Linked DNA regions of Canis lupus: region 2 is linked to region 1. The links are chromatin contacts, called in public Hi-C maps. All regions are on one chromosome and are shown on one strand. Each heading gives the region's core, a stretch centred on a gene start, on an enhancer-like site or on the middle of the called end of the contact. The rest is flanking DNA. Distances are from core to core; before and after follow the strand shown. Region 1 holds the start of WDR12 (ribosome biogenesis protein WDR12). Region 2 holds the start of CYP20A1 (cytochrome P450 20A1).

The links. A called contact is a pair of places that touch in the nucleus more often than the background predicts.
Region 2: a contact with region 1 is called in a Hi-C map of blood, with 3 times the contacts expected there. The contact joins the promoter of CYP20A1 here to the promoter of WDR12 in region 1. A contact is called at or near these places in 2 of 9 Hi-C or Micro-C datasets (both in blood).

The regions. Positions count from the first base shown.
Region 1 is chr37:11,644,030-11,647,295 of UU_Cfam_GSD_1.0, forward strand. WDR12 (ribosome biogenesis protein WDR12) reads right to left here and starts at 1,738. Exons shown (of 14, transcript XM_038585435.1): 1 at 1,271-1,738; 2 at 637-702. The coding sequence starts at 677. CARF (calcium-responsive transcription factor) reads left to right here and starts at 1,393. Exons shown (of 18, transcript XM_038585420.1): 1 at 1,393-1,536.
Region 2 is chr37:11,941,607-11,944,690 of UU_Cfam_GSD_1.0, forward strand. It overlaps CYP20A1 (cytochrome P450 20A1), which reads left to right and starts at 1,784. Exons shown (of 12, transcript XM_038585486.1): 1 at 1,784-1,987. The coding sequence starts at 1,916.

The DNA of each region.
Region 1 (3,266 bases), core at 488-2,987:
GCAGAGGGAGAAGCAGGCTCCATGCAGGGAGCCCGACGCCGGGCTGGATCCCGGGTCTCCAGGATCACGCCCCGGGAGGAAGGTGGTGCTAAACCACTGAACCACCCAGGGTTCCCCGACTTAACATTCTTATCCAAAACCAGTTCTGCCAAACGGCTATTCAGAACTCCACTTTCCAGCCTGGTTTAGAAAAGCATCGTCTATTACCTCCTCCAAATAAACCTGTGTGTTCAGAAACTGTGAAACACCACTAGCCGGCAGCCTGTACCGACCAGGTCCATTGTTCATTCTTAAGGAGATGTACGTGGGGAAGCAAACCCGAAGCCCTTCAGATCCCTCTACACTCGCAATTCAAATCATACACTGATGAGCCTGAGAAGCTGGGCAAAAAAAAAAAAAAAAAAAAAGGGATCAGTGATCGCAGGGATCCATCCCCGGGAAATCCCGGAAAGGCAGAACTTTCAATTAAGCCGAAAACTCGCAGAAGCCAGGAATACAGTGGAGGGGAGTAAAGGGGGGGTGGGGGGAGCGGAGGAAAACTGAGAGCAAAGACAACCGAGGCTTCACAAAGTCATACGGAAGGAGCTCTTGGAAAGGATCCTAGGGAGGCGAAGAGGAGAGGCAAAGGGTGCTTACTTCTTGTTGTCAGTGAAGAAGCGTGTCTGGAGCTGGGCCATGGCGAGGAGCGCGCACGAGACTTGTCTACGGAAGCGTAAGGGGGAATGGTCAGACAACAGGCGAGCCGGTCTCTTAAGACTACAAAAAAAAAAAAAAAGAAGAAGAAGCAGCTCAAAATTAGCTCGCACAGGTACGCGAGGAGATGCGGTCCGAACGGGCCTCCTGAGCCCGGAGCCAACCACGAGGCCGGTCTGACACCAGAGGCCCAGCCCACAAATATCAACTACCGATTCCCAGATTTAGGAATCATCGATTGGCGAAGCATAGTCTTAAAGGCAGAGTGTCCCTAATTTTACTTTTCCTTTACCGTATTTAGGCCTGTGATCGATTCTGAAGATACAGGAGGGCCCAGTGCAAACTGTTTCTCTCTCCCTTTTTAATTTTAAGAGGTTATCTTCAGACCCGATACCTCAAGCACACTTTCTAGACACTACCACTCCCAGAATGCAGCGCTTCTCAGACGCTTAGCCACTGGGAATTGTAGTCTTTTTTTTTTTTGCCATGCTGCCCTCACGATATTTTATTTGCATTAAACTTTTCCAACTCCAGCCAGATATCTATTATACTGCCTCTGCCTTCAGCTTTCATTTACCAAAGGCTTTCAGGCTTTGTGTCTTTACGTATATTCCCAATCGGAACCTCACTCTCCCGAGACTTCCCGAGGGCTCCCGCCGCTGTAGCTTCAGGCTCTCTCTAGACGCAGGTGGGAGTCAGGAACGCGAAGACGAGACTCGAAAAGGAAACGGACGACGGTGGCCGATAGTGGTCTAGTCTCACAGTCCTGCGCTGCGCGCTCTCAGAAGGATGCGCCTGCGCATTGTGCTGGTCTCCATGGCAGGGCCTCGGAGCCAAGACGAGGTTGAGTAGACTCGTTTTGAATTTTCTCCCCTCTGCTCCGGCAGCTTGTGGACTTCCCTCCTCGCCCTGTGGGGCTCTCAGAGGCGGCGGGACTGGAGGAGTCGGAGGTTTGGCCGAGCTGTCCGCGCCCGCGGACTGGACGCTGCCTCCCAACCCCCATTTCTTTCCTTCCGCCTCCTCCCATCACCTCCTGACCCGCGCTCCGGAGCCGCCGCTGGCCCCCGCCCCCCGCCGCCGTCGGGCCCGGGTGGTGCGGTCCGCGCCCCGCCTCGGGGCCGCCCGGGGGCCCCACGCGCTGAGGCCCGCTCCTCCCCTCCCGGGGCCGCGCTGTGGGCCTCGGGGAGGCAGGCTGCAGAAGGTGGAGGTTAGGTGCCTGGAGGAGGGTTGACGAGCCCTGGGATGCGCCGCCGCCGCCGAGACGCGCCTGGACCCCCGGGGCGGGAGCGCCCGGTGTGTGGTCCTTTGCGCATCCAGGAGCCCCGCTTATTAGGGTGGTTGTTTTTTTTTTTTTTTCTTCCTTTTTTTTTTAATTTATTTTTTATTTTTTTCCTTTTTTTTTTTAAATCCCCCCCTCTTTATGAGCTCTTTTATATTTTATGGTTAGAAGTCGTCCTCCTCTACATTCTCCTACGCTTTTTGATCCCCCCCTCCTCCCCCCTCCAAGTCTTGAAGTTCCCTAAAAGGCCTCTGCCTGACTTGAAATGGTCCGGAGAGTTAACCCTAATTTGAATTTAGTTTCGCTGTGGGAGGATGGATGGAGAGATACCATGTAGATCTCAAAGTCACTTTTTAAGTCGTTCGCCCAAAAAAAAAAAAAAAAAAAAGCCGCAAGTAGGGGACTTCAAGAGACAGCATTTTAGAATTAGGCAGAACTGGACTGCAGAATTTGTGGGCAGAGCGGTCTAGTGTGCAGGTGAAGACAAGGAAAGCCTTCTTCCTTCACGTTGCTTAAAGATGCGCTGCAGTGAAGTAGGCACCTGGTATTTAAATCAACCAGAGCCTACGCGGAGGTATTTAAACAATTGCAAGCGAAAAGTAATCTTTTATTGGAAAGCAATGATAGTGAAAGTGGGACTATTTTCAGTTCACTCACCTATTTTTTTTTTTTTTTTTTTTTTTTTTTTTTTTTTAGAATGCGGGCTCTGGAACCGGAATGCCTCAGCTAGTTATTAACCTCTCTGTGCTACACTTGGGTCACTGCGAGAATTAAATGCCACGTAATAAATATTTAGTTTATCACCATCATTATCATTGAGATGTCAGTTTGACTAGGAACTTTGCCAACGTGAACAAATACGAGAAAGTAGCCTCATGGTTCGAGAAATAAAAAACAAAACAAACCAACAAAAACCCCTCGTTGCTGCAGTCCTACCTAGGAAAGGAAGGACTGGGCTTGCAAATAGAACCTGTAATCTAAAACGTGGTCATTTAACCACGTGACTCATCGTAATGGTGAGAATCGTGTGCCTTAAATAATTTAGATCACCTGAAGCTTGAAACACTTTCTTAACTGAAGTCTTGCTATTTAATCCATGTTTTCTGACTTGGATAGATGGGAAAGAAATTTGACAGTTTTAAACATTCTCCTTTGATCCTAAGTGATTTTTTTGAGTTTTCAGCTGTAAAATTACCTGAATTAAAATTCATAGAGCCTGAACTAATCTTCAGATAATTAGGTTCTGTTTCAGATAGTTTTGTTTTTTTATTATTGATAAAATATCATTGGTTAA
Region 2 (3,084 bases), core at 534-3,033, 300 kb after region 1:
TGTTTTGAAAACCTATATAAGATATGATTTACATGGGAAATGTCTTTAATATTCCAAAGAAGATATTTAAAAAAAAAAAAAACGTTCGAAACACAAGAGTTAAAAGTACAATTTCTGCCAGACGAAGTATCAAATAGCAACATTTTGCTACATTTGCTATAGACGCCAAAAGAGTAGGCACTTTTAAGGAGATAGGCCTCATGTTTAAGGACCGTCGTTTGTCGGGCAGCCCGGGTGGCCCAGCGGTTAGCGCCGCCTTCGGCCCAGGGCGTGACCCTGGGGCCCCAGGATCGAGTCCCGCATCGGGCTCCCTGCATGGAGCCTGCTTCTCTCTCTCATGAATAAATAAAACCTTAGAAAAAAAAATACAGGACTGTCGTTTATCACAGATGTTCTAAAATGCAATCTCAAAAGATTTCTCTTACCTAATTGTTGCCTTTGTGTGTGAGAGACAGATTTTATACCGTTAAAAGTATAAAATCTATACTTTCAGGAGGCGTTCAATAGACGGAGCGCCCGTAAATATTTGTCTTGCGTTACTGATATCAAAACTTGAGTCCCGTAAACAGGAGACGGATCCTGGTGCATTTTTATGCTCAGAACTAGAGCGCAATACTAAGGAGCCTTCTGCCAGGAGCTCGAAGTACTTCTCTAAATTACCCGATTTGTTCCCGCAGGCATCTCTGCGCGGAATCATTTCCGTTGTTTCCCACGAAGCACTTGCAAGTTCGACTTACAAAATTCGAGGTTACGGACGCTAAGGGACGTCCCCCATCACTGAGCAATTCGCTGCCTTCACCCAGGACGAAGGGTCGCGGATCACATGTATCAGCCCTTCCTGTAAACTCTTTTTCGAACAAGGCGCCTCCGACGGCGCTTGGCAGTGGGGCGCCTCGCGGTGCAGGCGCGGGAAACGGCGCTGAAGCCACCCGAGGGCGACCCTCTCGCGCCCCGAGGCTCGGCCCTGCAGGTCTGCGCCTGCGCAGAGGACTCGGCGTGCCTAGCAAGCTCCCCGCCGCCGCGGGAGCTGCGGTCGTTCCGGGGAGCACAGCGCGAGGCTCTCCGGTTTACGGGTTTTCATCTTAAATCCCCCGGGGACACGTGTTGGTCGGGGCAGAGCGACGGTAACTCCTAACGTGTCTTAGAAGCCCCGACGGCGCTTTCCGTCCTCCGCCACCTCCGCCCTGGGGTGTGGCTGCAGCCCCGCCGCACGAGCTCGGCGCTCCATTGCTCTCCCCGCCCGCCCCCTCCCGGCCCCGCCCCTCCCCGCGGCCCATTGCTTTCCCCGCCCGCCCCCTCCAGGCCCCGCCCCCCCGCGGCCCATTGCTCTCCCCGCCCCCTCCCGGCCCCGCCCCCCGGCGCTCCATTGCTCTCCCTGCCCGCCCCTTCCAGGCCCCTCCCCCCCGCGGCCAATTGCTCTCCCCGCCCCCTCCCGGCCCCGCCCCCCAGCGCTCCATTGCTCTCCCCGCCCGCCCCCTCCAGGCCCCGCCCCCCCCCGCGGCCCATTGCTCTCCCCGCCCGCCCCCTCCAGGCCCCGCACCCCCCGCGGCCCATTGCTCTCCCCGCCCGCCCCGCCCCCTCTCCCCAGGCGCTCCATTGCTCTCCCCGCCCGCCCCCTCCAGGCCCCGCCCCCCCGCGGCCCATTGCTCTCTCCGCCCGCCCCGCCCCTCCAGGCCCCGACCCCCGCGGCCCATTGCTCTCTCCGCCCGCCCCGCCCCTCCAGGCCCCGCCCCCCCGCGGCCCATTGCTCTCCCCGCCCGCCCCGCCCCTCCCGGCCCCTTCCCCCCGGCGGCCCATCGGCTCGCAGGTCGCCCCGGGCGCCTCCGCCCACTCGCCCCATTCCGCAGAGCGAGCCAGGCCGAGGCGCCGCTGCCCGAGTGTCGGATCCGAGACGTGGCTCCCGGCAGGAAGAACCATGTTGGATTTTGCAATCTTCGCCGTTACCTTCCTGCTGGCGTTGGTGGCAGCGGTGCTCTACCTCTACCCGGTAACCGCCGTCTCGGCCTCGGGGGCTCTAGCCGCCGCCCGGGCCTCTGTGCTTCCCGTCTGCACGTCGCTCTGCGCTCAGCGGGCCGCAGGGGGGCGGGCCCGAGGGCGGTGGGTTCCCGCTCCAGCTCCCGCTTGGCGCGGGGGCTGCTCCGGAGCCAGGGACGCCCCGCGGGTGCGCATGCGCGCGGGCAGCCCTGGGGGTTGAGCGGCGCCCGCTGCTCGAAGACCCCTCGGGCGTCTCGAGGTGGCGGGGCGCGCGGCTGTCCGCGTTCTTAGGTCCTGCCTCCCCGCCCCCGGAATTGCCTCGCCTCTGCTACACCCTCCGCGAGAAGTACTTTTTTTTTTTTTTTTAAGATTTTATTTATTTATTCATGAGACACAGGGAGAGAGAGAGAGGCAGAGACACAGGCAGAGGGAGAAGCTGCCTCCATGCAGGGAGCCCGACGCGGGACCCGATCCCGGGTCTCCAGGGTCACGCCCTGGGCTGAAGGCAGGCGCTAAACCAGAGTCACCCAGGCGTCCCGAGAAGTACTTTTTGGGTGGCTTTTTGGCAATAACGACGCCAAACCCAAATTCCATTTTCCAGTATGTCTGCGAGGAAATTTGAGGATGCTTTGATCCTTTCAAAGGATTTCCCCCAGCTTTTTTTTTTTTTTTTTTTTTTTTTTTTTTTTTTTTTTGCGGCTCCTGCCTTTCCATCCGACTTTCCATCTGTTGTTATTGAAATCCAAAGTCCTTAAGGCCCAGATGGGTCTTGCTCTTCACGGAGCCTCAGAAGCCAATGGAGCGGCGGAGCGAGCATTGCCGTGCGTTAGTGCGCGAGCTTGTGAGCTTGACGTGGCGACTGCCTCAGCTCTGAACCTCCTTCTAGCCTTTTTTTCTCTGCTTGCCTCTGTCAGCCTCAGAGGGTGATTCTGAGAAAGAAAGGAGCTGGTAGGTGAGCAGTCGTTTCTTAACCCGTCTGCGAAACAAGCGGGTGTTTTTGTGGAAAGAGCTGTGAAGCAGCTGAACAGGCCAAAGCATCACTGATGGTGACCGGGCGCCTTCTTAAGAGTTCTTCTCAGAGCTGGTAAACGGATTAGGTTGGAATGTTGC